Linked DNA regions of Bombyx mori: region 1 is linked to region 2. The links are chromatin contacts, called in public Hi-C maps. All regions are on one chromosome and are shown on one strand. Each heading gives the region's core, a stretch centred on a gene start, on an enhancer-like site or on the middle of the called end of the contact. The rest is flanking DNA. Distances are from core to core; before and after follow the strand shown. Region 1 holds the start of LOC101743892. Region 2 overlaps LOC101740151 (sodium-coupled monocarboxylate transporter 1).

Region 1 (7,204 bases), core at 1,658-4,157, 34 kb after region 2:
TATAAAATTAAATTATGAGTGCAAGTTGAAGTCGAATTTTGTGGCCTTGAACCAGTTATTCACGAATCGCGTGTTTAGCGACAAAATGTATTAAAGACTCGGCGCTTAGTTTTAAGTTTAATTGCCAAATTGAATAGTTAAAAATATAAAGTGTATAGTTGTTTAATATAGATTATCCTTAAAGATAAATTACAAATAAAGTCGTAATTACTGAAATATTAATCGCGACGCTAGCTCATTCGTGTGCACATTAGTTTACTGCTAAACAAAACCCGCTATTGCTCGCTACTGAAATAGCGCGTTTCAAAAGCCGCTATTGACATTCGATAGCTAGTTTCGTTTCGCTAACCGAAAATGCCGCTACAACCCACCGCTAGTACAGAGAGTATTTTGACATTCAACAAGTGTGTCATACTGACATCTAAGTTGAAATAAATGATTTTGAATTTGAATTTGAATTTGCTACATATTCAGCAGATGTCTCGCTTAAAAAAAATAATTGGTCACGTTAGGTATAACCATCCTACTTATTTCTTCTACTGCAAAGCATAGATGCGTTTCGGCTTGAAGGGTGTGTACAGTCGTGTACAACTGAGTTTTCGACATCATTTGTCAGGGTGGGTGCTGGCATTTACATTACAAGGTCTATGGGCTGCGAAGTTAACAGCAGGTGGATCGTGAGCTATTTCACTAGTCTACGCAATTAAAATAAAATCGAACACCAAAACCTCACGGTCGACCGTTTTAAAGACGCATAGACTATTATATACGCCAAGTAGCTCGTTCAATGTAAAGGTAATGAACTCCATCAAAACTAGAGATTCTGGTATGTTTTGGTACAAAAATAGAAATAGAAACCTTACGAAGAAAATTCGTACGGGTTCAACGACAAACAATCCGAGACATTGGGATATCCGATCACCTAAACATCAAATGAATTTGTATGGTAATAAGTATTAGTAAATCCTATTTAAATGTGAAATCTCACGTAGGATCTCACCAGAGGTGGAGGATATTTTTAATCTTAACCGAGAATTACCAACTAATCAAACCTCAGCATCCGAGTAACCTCTTTACTGAGCGACGTTCTAGATATTGAATCAAAAATTCCAATTGTCTCGGAGATCTCCAGCGATACCTTTAAAATTGGCGCGCCATGAAATTTGATCTTCGTTTACGTACGTGCTAACTTGGTAATCTCAACCGATTTGTCAAGTAGTTTGTTTCTACGCCAACAACAAGAAAGCCATCGCCCGCCTTGAGACATGAGGTCGAAGTCGTTACATTATAATAACGGTTATCTTTTAAACCGAAAAAATCCTTCTTTGAGGGAGTTGTTAGAGAATCCTCGTTATTGAGAAGTTGGTCCTGGGTTCTGCACTCGACAATCAAAAACATTCGTCGAGTGAAAAAATCGTTCTTGGATCCAATATTTCGCATTATTGAGAAAAATTACCTAAGCATGCTCAAAAATCGAATCACACTTTAATTACGTATATCTACATAAGCTCGGGTGCATACTCTCCGCTCGTTCTATTTGAACTTATTCCCGAAGCGCGCCGGAAGGAAGTCTAAGAATATATATTTTGTACTAGGTCTTTACTAGACTCGGGATCGAAGGGTGGAGGATCTAATCTCACTGCCGTCACAAATGACGCTTAACCAATCGTTGATAATATTTCTCATCAAATTACCAAATTATGTTATATTTCAGTCGGAAACTGGTTTTTGATTGCCTCAGTTAACTAAAACGTGGAGCATTATATTATTTATATGTCGCGTTTTCTCCGTCTCCGTCTTCCGTGATCGATGCGTGATCACGGATACTTAATTACTCCTTTAAAGTATTTTTAAGCTTTTTAACTAACTAGCTAACAAACAAGTATCGTCCGAATATTTTCCGGGTATTTTTGTTCGAAAGTAACAATATAGATAAACATGTACTTCTTTCTTTAAATGCGAAAGAAATCAAATCACTTAAAGAAAACCCAGTAACAACCTAGATCGTTTATATTTATACTAACTAAAACGAAACAAAATAATTATATCAATGATGTTTGTTATTGAAATACTTTGATAAGTAGCTGTATGAAAAGGACGCGTAACACTTACTCGCAATCTTTATTTGATCAAGTGTACTTTTAAATCAGGTATACTCAATCTGAAAATTTCGACAAAAGCTTAATTCAAATAAAATATTATTTATATACCTTTACTTGCACTGTCTTCACTACACACAATACAAATACAACTTTATAAAGGAGAGAACATTAAATTGTTTTTAAATCACATGTATGTAGATCTTGTTAATGGCGCAATCACAAAACACACAAGTCTGTCGGAAAGTAAGAACTGGTATTTAGTACAAACAGTATGCCATTCGAACACAACCATTTAACTTTCACTTCACATGTTATCTGGCTTGGCTAAAACCCAGTCACAAAGATTCCGCATCTCCATTTAAACTTCCCGCGTCCCAGAATGTCAATGTCAACCACTAATCCAGACTCGAATGTAGTTTAAGCACACATACAAAAAAAGAACAAGTCCCGCACAGCTCACACATTTATTTTCTTTTTACAGCTTTACAGCTAACGCAACTTATGCTGCGTGCAGCGCTTCAAATACTAAAGACATAATGTACAGATTTTTTGCCGTTATGTTACGTTCATGCTATAAAATTCATTGCATTAATAAAATATAAACGTGACGTTAACATCAACGGACATTGGCCATTGACAGCTGTCTTTCGCGAACTCGAACACAGCAAATGCCATACCACCACAGACACAGATTGTAAAAAAACAGACTTGAACATAGCGAATTACCTTGAAACCTTGAAAGTAAACTAGCGACATCTGTGTTAAAGTTGACAAAACGTCGGCTGCATTAGCAACATTTTATGTATGTACATACATACACATTTTCATTTTAATTAATTTTCTTCATTTTGGTGATAAAACTCAATGTTTGGGTCTTATGGCATTCATTTCGGTCGCCTAAATCCATTATCAACACATAAATTATTTTCTTCTAAAAATTAAGGCAAATGTAATTGAAACTTTTCCGTAAAAAGTAGATATCGAAAACTGACGACAAAATAGTGACAGCCATAGATAGGACATTAAAGTTTAAATTAGATAAACACTATGAAATCAGAAGATAAATAAAAATATAGTGTTTTTCTCTATATTTATTTTCCCGAAATGCCTCCAAAACCAAAAGATAACATAAAGAAACCTACTCAGATTGCAACGAGACCTATAATTAGTAATTCCAGCTTACTCCGTATTCCTGAAAATGCAGTAGAAGGTAATGGATATATGTATCTAATTATTTGTCTAAATTTCTACTTAAGAAATATTGAATCTAATCCGGGGACAACATAGATGTTAGGCAATTTATGTTAAATAAAAACAACTTTTTCAATAAGTTACTAATAGCACATTCTAATGAATTTCATTACAACAAAATGTAATAAGCAAATACATTTTTGCGTAGCTTAATCTAAGGAAAGTAATTTCACGTAATAATATTGTGTGAAAGTATATAGCATACTTATGAACATAAAAAAGCACTTAATTGATTGATAGTTCCATTAAATAATTAATCAGACAAACGTCGATCTTACCTGTTTACCTGTAAAATAATCCTACACTCATATACCGACAGGTTATCAACAACGTATACTAACAGATATCGATTGGACTCTTTTGGAGAAAGCCTTCCGCCATCACAAACTAAATTGCGAAAGAGTTGAAATTCCCCAGGTCACCCTAAAAGAGGCACTTCAAAAAAAAGTTGAGTCGAGCATACTCCGTGGTTTCCTTGATGAATCTTCCACGCTTACATTGCAAGATCAATGGGAGCTGTTCCTTCCTATCACTTTATGGGAGATTGAAAAATTTGCTAATAGTGAAGGAATGATATGTTTTCAAAATAATAACAGTATCACGAACGATTTGGTGAAACTTATTCGGAAAGCTGTTAAGCTCAATGATCGGGAAATCTTAAGAAAAGAGCTAAAAGCAGTTGACGTGTTGAGAATTAATGAAGCCGAGGTATGAAAAAAAGCTACTTTGCGGCCAATTTGTTTGAAATTTACTAAAACTGTTTTCCTATCTTAACCCGACGACGTTTCGATAAATAGTGCTTGGTTGGTACAGATTTTTGATAAAACTGAAGAAGCACTAATCGAAATTGGACTAAAATCACTGACGCCTCAAGGCTCAAATTCATTTTGCGCATAGTTATCTCTTTTGTTTTGTTATTGAAGTTTTAAAAAACGAACTTTTCCGCGTTTCTCTTATTGATAGCACGAATAGTCTTCAACAGCTACTAAATAAAAGAGGTATATACTTATGCACGAACTTGAAATTACCGTCAAACTGCATTTAATCCTGTTTAATAGAATCCAGGGTAAACAAAAGTAGAAAAGTTAGAGGTAAAATGGAACGAGTAGGGGTAACTAAAGAAACAAGAGTAGAGCTCTTATTTAATTAATTAGAGAATTCTTTTCTATCCGTTCGTTGTTCATTCACACCCATTTCGGCAATGACCGAATTGCGACCAGCCTAAGTAGGATTGAGCCTAGGGCAGCAGATTAGGGACAGCAAATTTGGTGACTAAACCGTTGATCGTATAAAAATTCAAAGATTTATATTTATATACCTAAATGTTAAAAGGCCCAGACAACCAATTAAAAATGTAAATTTTTTACCACTTAAATAAAATTTGTGACCTACGGTATCGAATTGTAGAGATCGGTAGAGACGGAAAAAATTGTATAGCCTACAACGACATTAATTATTGTGTAAGGCGACAATTGTGTAAATTCGCCAATCCATCGGCTAGAACTAGATTTCACTGATAAATTGGGATCCTCTTCAAATACAACTTTGTTTTTAATAAAATCTGATGCTGCAAACAATTTAAAGTCGTTGAAAGATTTTTGGAATTTATTTTTAGTCTTCTCATAGATGCAAAAAGTTGTACGGAGCGAATAATTATTATCAACGTGAAAGTAGCTATTTGTAGACTACGTTTACATATAGAAAGTGCGTTTAGGATATAGAATAATATAAATAAATCCTAGAATAGAGTATAGAATAATATAAATAAATTACCTTTCGTTCCACCACACACCGCCTATGTGACGTATTAGTGACCCGTTACCCATAGGCGAAGATGCGGGTGAAAAGCTAGGGACAAAACCATTGAAGCCCTTAAAGTACTATTTCAGTAACAATATTTCCGCGAGTCGTAGACATTATTAAAGATACATGTCCACCACTTGATCATCTTGCGTTTTCTTTTTTGGTAATATAACAATTTTCGATCCAAGTCCAAAACTGAAAATCTTTCGTAGTCAATTATTGTCAAGACATTAAGTATTTATTCTCAAAAAAAAACCAAAAAAAATGGACCGAAAAAGTAGGTGTTGAATAACATTACCATGTTTTCTAGTTTTGTATAACCGATTGCAGATAACAAAACTCGACTGCAGCTTAAGAGACTATAAAAACCTGGTAACTTTAACTTTATGCTTGAATTATTTAAAAGACATAGATGCGACTGTAATACCAGAGGGAGTTAGAATACTCGAACTGCAAGCGAATCGAATCAGCAGCGTCGAAGTATTTGCTAAGGATTTACCTACAAATTTACTTTATTTGGGCTTATCAAGAAATTTCATTTCGAATGGTAAACGGTTTTGCAATAAAATTTGTATATCAAAATCATCGCTTTTAAATGCCCATTCCTTTGTAATGCACTATGAATATTTTACAGACGTTGAAAGTCTCGCAAGCTTACCACAAAGTTTGACAGTTCTGGATTTGTCAGACAACGACATCTATAATTTGAATTCAACTTTGGATGTTCTGAAGGAATTATCGAATCTAACGTCGTTGCTACTCGCTGGAAATCCGTGCTCGGTAAATTTCAAATTAATACCAAAAACTTTGCATAGATGGCGCTGTTAAGTCTTTAATTTAATCATAAATTTTCCTTAAATTAATAATTCCGGGTAGACACTTTTCACTGGTGGTAGGACCTCTTGTGAGTCCGCACGGGTAGGTACCACCACCCCGCCTATTTCCGCCGTGAAGCAGTAATGCGTTTCGGTTCGAAGGATGGGGTAGCCGTTGTAACTATACTGAGACCTTAGAACTTATATCTCGAAGTGGGTGGCGCATTTACGTTGTAGATGTCTATGGACTCCAGTAACCACTTAACACCAGGTGGGCTGTGAGCTCGTCCATACATCTAAGCAATAAAAAAATATAAAAAAGACATTTTAGATTGAAATAAACTTTCAAGCGTATTGGATTATTGCGACTTGTAGATTTGTGCGGTAAATAAATCTCAGTTCAAAAATCAGTTCAGTTTGGGAATCACAGCATTGAGTTGCTTACCTGGATACCACGAAACAAGCTACGTCATGACAATCGCCTTATCGTTGGCACCGCCGACTACTCCCCGAATCCTACGAATCATGCATGCATGAGCCAGTCACCGTCGATGCCTTAGACATGTCCTTACGGATCCATCAGATCCAATAACCCTTGCATTAGACGACTTTAGCTCTAACACTAGGAGCAGGCTTACTGACCCGGTAACCGTAGGTACTCGACGAACACGGCACAGAGCTCGACGTGAAACCTAGCCTAAGAATCAGCTCGCTGAGTTTCTCGCCGTATTCTCTCAGCGGATCCCGATTCCGATACGCTAGTAAGATACATTCGCGAAGCAGCTACACTTGAGTTCTTATGCCTCCTTTGGAAGCGCTCGGGTAGCTGTTAGCAAATCCCACTGAGCTCTTAGCAAATTCACTCCTAGCTTTCACTCTTTGCTCGCCCACCTGTCCTGATGAAACTGGAAAGGCCTTCGGGCCACCGGTAATCCCTCAATCACTCGGTAATCCCCTATTCCTGGATCATCTCCCTCCAGTAGTGGGAGTACCAATGCTTTAAGCATTTATTTATTCGCAGTCTTATAGTTTAGATTTTTTTTATCGTCTTCGTATAAAATTGCCCAAATTGCTTTTTGCCTAGGTTTGCGCAGGTTATGCTCGAGCGACTTTAACAAGGTTACCGCGGCTGAAATGGTTGGATAATCGCGAAGTACTATCAATTGATCGAGCGCCAGAACTCGTTGAGCCTCATCCTGATGACTTACGATCGGCCTACTTTTATTTCACTGT
Region 2 (6,979 bases), core at 3,977-6,476:
TTGAGGAGCGACACAGCTTCAGTCTACGTAATATTAGTAAAGCGGCTAAATTGCAGGACTATATACAATGGTACTAGAAAAACTAAAAAATATATATACCGTAGATAATACACAAACATGCTTAAAAAGAAAAAAAACCAAATGACACAGACTTTAGAACTAAAAGAAGATGTCTAGCTAAATAATCTTCCAATTCGTTAATAAATAACAAAATCAAATAAAGAATTGACAGCATGACAAAAATTGTTCGATAAAAAAGATGACGTCATAACGAATTCGAAAATCGAATAAATATATTGACATAGGTACGTCACAAATGAAACCAATAAACAAATAGAAAGAAAACAACTAGGACTTTTTGGCGGGAACGCGAGGAGTGAATTCTGTGATTTGTTTTATTTTGTCTGTTTAGTGTTTCTTCAGGTTTCAATGTTTAATAACGGTGGTTTATTAACTGTTTAATATTTGTGAAAGTGTCTCGGGATCCTCCAAAAAGTCCATGGAAAAAGTCTCAGTAAATGACCACCATTTTACTGCGATTATATTTTGTAAATTTAATTCGTTTAAAACCCTAAATAATTAAAACGACGAATTATAAAAATCTTATTACTTGACGCTGGCTAATACGCAAACCGTGCCGGAGCCAAAAAATAATAAAGAAGAAGAGGAGAAAACAACTATGTAAAATCATAGATCGCACAACAACTAGACAGGTCACACTACCTTGTCGAGTTTGGCGAGTATTAGCGGCGAGGAGGGCGCCGGCGACTCGTCGATCGGCGACAACGTGCGCCGCGTCACGCCAGCGTTGTCGTGCGCCTCGCGCGGTAGCCACCTCCATATCACCGGAGTGAATAGTTCCGCGTCCATCTTGTTCGTCTGTTTCTTATCGAACAACCAACCGACCAGGGCGCCCACTATAAGCGTGCTGACGAGGCCCAGCGGCGCTATCCAGTGGTACGATACCCGGAATAGAGGGAATATTGTCTCTGGATCCTGATTTAAAAATAAACATCATTGTGATTCGGGAGAATATATGTAGTTTTTTTTTTTTTTTTTTGTGTTATATTTTTTTATTTATTACTTAGATGAGTGTACGAGCCCACAGCCCACCTGGTGTTAAGTGGTTGCTGGAGCCCATAGACATCTACAACGTAAATGCGCCACCCACCTTGAGATATAGGTTCTAAGGTCTCAAGTATAGTTACAACGGCTGCCCTACCCTTCAGACGAAAGGCATTACTGCTTCATGGCAGAAATAGGAAGGAATATATGGAAATTACTAAATTTCAGTCAAGTACTCACCAAATCAGAGACAGAAACGACAGTCGCGTTTCTAGCGCATTCGGCTGTGATGTTCAGAGGCGGCGACCTCAGTCCTTTGGCGGCAGCCGCCTGAGTTCCTAACGACGTAGTGCCGGCCACTAGGGCCCCGGCTATCCCTCCCGCTATGGCTCCTCGAGGTCCCACCCACCAGCAGACCATGCCCAGCGTGAATATGCCGCATGTTGTGCTCGCTGCGATTGCTGATAGAGCCGTTGCCACACCTATCGGGGAAGTAGGGTTTTTAGCTTTTAATACCGGTTCTGACGTAGCGCCGGACAACTAGGGATGGGGATGCAGCTGTCACAATTCAAGGCGATTGCATATTGGTATACTCAAATAGATAGAACAGAAATAGAATAGCCAAGCATCAGTTCGCAAACTATGGAGAACATCTGTCAAGGCTTTAATAAACAAAACTAGAGGTCCCGCAGTGTCGAAATTCGACTATAATTAATTGGAATTGTAAGTTTGTACACTATTATGATTGTGTTTTATACTTGTATAATAAAAAATTTCGCTAAGGCTACTCTGTAAAAAAATATTAATAAAGAAAAGCAATATTTAATCTATTCTCGATTTGACCAAAGACGTCAAGAACAAAAGTTTGACAATAAATAGTATGCATGCGTGTGTGCGTCAAATACATGGTATATAGTGTGTGTAATGTTTTCTTTATTGATTTAATGTATCTTTTATGCATTATTTTAAAAAATATATTAGCATTGTGCACTTCTTCTCTATATTCTCTATAAGTGTGGAAAATTTCATACTCCTCCTTCCGCGCAATTTTCGTAAAAAGGGATACAAAGTTTTTGCTTCACGTATTAATATATAGATACTCAAATAATAGAATAAGGCCCGACAGTCTTATCAAGTAAGCCTCCTCTAGCCTCATCCTATCATCGAATTTTACTTACCAAGCACGCCTCCAAGTTTCTCAATGACGATCAACATGACCACGGAAACGATCGCCAGTATTCCGGTGCACAGTCTCGCGATTAGCCCCTCGACGAGCGGCCGGAGCCTTATGCGCAACCAACCCCTAAGGATGTCTTCCACTGCCACTAGGGCACATGCATTGAGAACTGCTGACAGCGAACTATGAACACAAATTTAAAACAATACTCAACTTTCAATTAAAACCACGAAATCGTTCGCACCATTTATTTATTTAAAAATTCTTGGAAAACATTATATACAGTCGTGGTCAACTAATTAGGGACATTCAAGATAGTGAAGGGCTATAACCGGTTATGTACATTTAAATATAAAACCCTATTGATTTCTCAGCACCTATTATTTGCATAATGTGGTCCGATTATTATGCTATAAATGGCTGTAAATAAAAGATTTAATAAATAGAAAAAGTATTTAATATCAAAGATTAAACATGTATTAAATATTAAGGTACAATTCTGTAGTGGACATTTAATTAAGGACAGTAAAGTATAATGAAAAATACAGTTACACAAAACTTATAATCTTCAGTGTTATAATATCTTTAACAGCTCCATTTTATTACGTGTAAAATCAGTACCCAGTAGCAAAACCTTTGTTAGTAATTACCGCTTGACACCGATGTGGCATAGACATTATCAGTTTCTGACATGTTTCGACAGGAATGTTTGCCCATGCCTCACAAAAAGCTTCATGAAGTTCATCCAAATTTGTATTACGATAAGTGGCAACTTTTTTCTTGATTTCGTGCCAAAGGTGCTCAATTGGGTTGAGGTCCGGGCTATTTGTTGGCCAATCTAGCACCGATACAAACTGACTGGTAAGAAACGACTTGACTGAAAGGGCGGTATGTTTCGGGTCGTTATCCTGCTGAAACGTCCACATAATAGGGAGATGCTCCTCAGCATAGGGAAGCATAGTTTCTTCCAATAACGTCTTGTATTGATGTTGGTCTAAGTTACCCTGAACTTTCCTCACAGGTCCCACTCCACGTCCAGAAAATGAACCCCATATTTTAATGTTTCCACCGCCATGTTTCACCTGTTTTTTTGTGAATCTTGAATTCATTTCCGCTTATACAGGACGCCGTACATATTGCCTTCCATCTGAAGAAATCAAATTAACCTTGGTCTCGTCAGAGAAAAGTACATGTTGCCATTGGGTGTAGGTCCAATGTCCATATTTACGTGCAAATGCCAAACGAGCATTTCTATGTTCTTTCTTCAACAACGGTCCTTTGCGAGCCACTCTTCCGAACAACCCTGCTTCTACCAAACGTCGTCGAACGGTTCTCGCAGATACACCGGCTCTTTCGTTTGCCCCAAACACTTCGTGTTTAATTAAAATAGAGCCTAGAAACGGATCTTTCTTAGCTAACCTGGTTATCATTCTATCTTCTTGCGGAGTCGTTTTTCTCGATCTTTTTGTTCTGAACACATTTAAAGTTGTGTTATAGCGCTTGAAATGTTGCACTGCATTGCATACCATAGTTTTTGAACAATTTAAATGTTGTGCTATCCTTCGGTATGACCAACCACGCTCGACAAACTTCATGATAATTTTTCGTAGTGTTGGATCGCAACTTTTATTTTTGCCCATTTTTCTTCAAAATAATTCTCAAAACTTAAAATAAAAAATCTGGATTGCCGCCAAAACGACCACTAAACAATAAGAAAAGAAACAAAAAAGTATTAAAATTCCAATTATGAAATTAGAACGCCAATACCTCAGTGTCCCTAATTAAATGGCCAGCCAGCATTCTTTGAACCAGTAGCACTATGATAATGTATCAGCTATACTGTAAAGAGGTTTAATGTTTAAGAAGTTGTTATTGTTTGTATAATCGCGCACATAAATGACTAATTACACTTACATGTAAAAGATATGGAATATTGCTAAGACACGTTGGAAAATAAATAAAAAATTCACAATTTGGCTTAACTAGAGATCGTCCCTAATTAGTTGACCACGACTGTATATACTAGCTTTTGCCCGGCACTACGTCCGCGTGGATTAATTACTTTGGCATAACGCTAAATTTTACTCCCACTTCATTTATGTAGAAAGTGAAAATATTTTTGAATTATAGAATGTTAAGGAGCTATTTAAACCCCTATTTTGAAACATTCTTTATTGGTGCTCCACTTGTATTGATCTTACCGCGATCTTATATAGCCTTATAGCCTTCCTCAATAAATGAGCTATCTAACATTGAAATAATTTTTCAAATCGGACCAGTAGTTCCAGAGATTAGCGCGTTCAAACAAACAAACTCTTCAGCTGTATAATTATTGTGAATTGTTATTCGTAAAATGAATACATTTTTTTTTATTAACCTTGATTCAAAAACAAGTTGTAAAATGTCATCGTTGTTGACACTGACAAGAACTGTCTGTTCTATTTGCGGATTTTTAAGTCATTTCTGATTCGTGTTATATAAACAACTTGTTTGTTCCGTTAGTTAGCTGTAAAAATTGCTACCAGTTAACAAACAACAGGGAATAAAAGTTCCGTCCTTTTTTTTAGTGCTTTAATGAGTGGAAGAGCTCACGGCCCACTTGGTCTTGGTAATACGGCCCTGATGGTGAGTGGTACCGGTCACCCATGGACTTTGGCAATTCCAGGGTCAAACCGAGCCGCCCAAATTTGCCTATCGAAAATCTTAAGTGGTAAAATCTTAATCGGTAAACCGAAACGCATTACAGCTTCACGGCAGAAACAGGCAGGGTGGGGTACCTCCCCATGCGGGTTCACGAGTCGCCCTACGACCAGTAGTGTTCAGTATTTTAGACTACTTTATTAGATTACAATGCTTACCTCAATCCGGCTCCAAACACTCCGGCCAAGAAAACACCTGCCAGTCCAGGTAAATGCTGCATCCTCGCCACGTATGTAACAAAAGCCGGCAGTAACCTATCGTCCACTAGCGGTGCTCCGCCGGGACTGCACCCTCCTGTCACCCACGCTGTCCACGCGGCCAGACCGCACCACACGCACAGCGATATAGCCAGTATCGCACCGATACAGAATATTCCTAGTGCGCTGCAATATATCATAGAGGAATGGATTCAGCAAGTGTCACGAGTTACAAATGTATATAAGAAGTTCAGATCTCGTATATTATCTATAGTTCCGTTATTTATCCGGCACGCTAAAGGAACGGCAATTAAATTTCGTTAAAGACCAGGCAGCTTGCCGGGAATTTAATCGATAATTAGCGGCCTAAGGCTGGGATTCCCAAAGTGATCGATATTCCCAGGGATTAACATAAGCGAAAACTGATTTTGGATTTAAAAATCGACCCCTATTCATGATACCGAATAAGTTGCGTTACGTGTACCAATTTGTTATGTACAAAACTGACTAATATTTTAGTAAGAAGTATCATTGTTGCACTTTTATTTATCGAATTTTTTGTCTATTTATTTTCTTATAATTTAATGAGAAACAGATGTCAAATTTACTCAACTAACCAACCGTTTTTAACCAAAAAGTTTTTTGTATTAATTAGGAAAAAAACTAGAGATAGAATTTTAAAGTTAGGGGCCATCCATAAAGTACGTCACACGAATTTTAGGACTTTTGAACCCCTCCCCCCCTCCTTGTCACAGGTTGTCACATTTTTATAACCCCCCCTCCTGATGTGACGTCACACATTTTTTAAATTTATGTATGTATTTAAAAATAATCGAGAGAAAACAGCTATTTTCATTTTTTACTTATTTTTATTAAATAATAATCTAATAAAATCAACATAAAGTCCAACATTTCATAAAACTTTTAATTTTAATTTTAAAATTTTGAATTCACATACAAACTTTGCGTTTTAGTATTTTAAATTTTAACATGTGACGTCACAAAAGTATTGACCCCCCCATGCCCCTTGTCACACGATGTCACACTTCGGTGATACCCTCCCTCCCCATTAACGTGTGACGTACTTTATGGATGGCCCCTTATTTGGTTTTAGAGGGGCTTCAGTTGATTTTGAAAAAGGGGTATCTTACCCAAAATAATTTGGTAAGCCCTCAGAAAAATATAAATTTCCCGGACGTGGATGCACATTGTGCGTCTTAGCCTGAGTGCAACTATCGTTCATGACAATGTAAATAAATTTCACCACCATTTCATGAGTACTCTAAAATATCCAAAGGCATTACGAAAACTATCAAGGAAGCATTATGCAGAAAATATTGTTCCAAAGAATTATTTTAAGATAGGACGACTCTTTTTGGAGCCGATATTTCAAATTAGTAGAGGTAATATATTTTTTTAACTATTATTAATTAAGATTAATGTTTTGAATTTACGTGATTTCAAAATTTATGTATAGTTTTATACGGAACAGCTCTTTATCTCTACGTAAATCAATTACTTATGATGATCTCATAACTAAATACAACTGAACATACATTATTGACGGAAAATTCAATCTATAACCTTTTTTTAAAGGACTTCAAAATGGGGATGTCTAATTCGGACCGTATGTTTTTTATATACGTAGATATGTGTCTCAGTTTCTCCGCCGTGACTGAACAGATTACGTGGATTCTTGTTTTGATCGCTCGGATTCGACTTCAAGGTGGTCCCCTTTTAATTGGGTTATTTTGATTGTGTAGGTACTTCGGACCATTAAAATAATATAATTCTTTTCAACAATATTTTCGATTAGCAACGAATACTTCTCACAATCTGT

The links. A called contact is a pair of places that touch in the nucleus more often than the background predicts.
Region 1: a contact with region 2 is called in a Hi-C map of whole pupa, with 1.7 times the contacts expected there. The contact joins the promoter of LOC101743892 here to the enhancer-like site in region 2. A contact is called at or near these places in 2 of 7 Hi-C or Micro-C datasets (both in whole pupa).

What each region holds. Positions count from the first base shown.
Region 1 is chr4:5,661,631-5,668,834 of ASM3026992v2, forward strand. It overlaps LOC101743892, which reads left to right and starts at 2,908. Exons shown (of 8, transcript XM_021349890.3): 1 at 2,908-3,312; 2 at 3,673-4,061; 3 at 5,487-5,703; 4 at 5,791-5,936. The coding sequence starts at 3,207. LOC101740151 (sodium-coupled monocarboxylate transporter 1) reads right to left here and starts at 2,826. Exons shown (of 13, transcript XM_004929303.5): 1 at 2,211-2,826.
Region 2 is chr4:5,624,920-5,631,898 of ASM3026992v2, forward strand. LOC101740151 (sodium-coupled monocarboxylate transporter 1) reads right to left here. Exons shown (of 13, transcript XM_004929303.5): 9 at 5,101-5,325; 10 at 2,244-2,425; 11 at 1,306-1,547; 12 at 724-996. Among protein-coding and RNA genes, the nearest start is that of LOC119631228, 26 kb to the right of the region's middle. Within about 2 kb of position 5,227, at least 3 of the 8 cell types and tissues checked have open chromatin away from gene starts, as enhancers often do.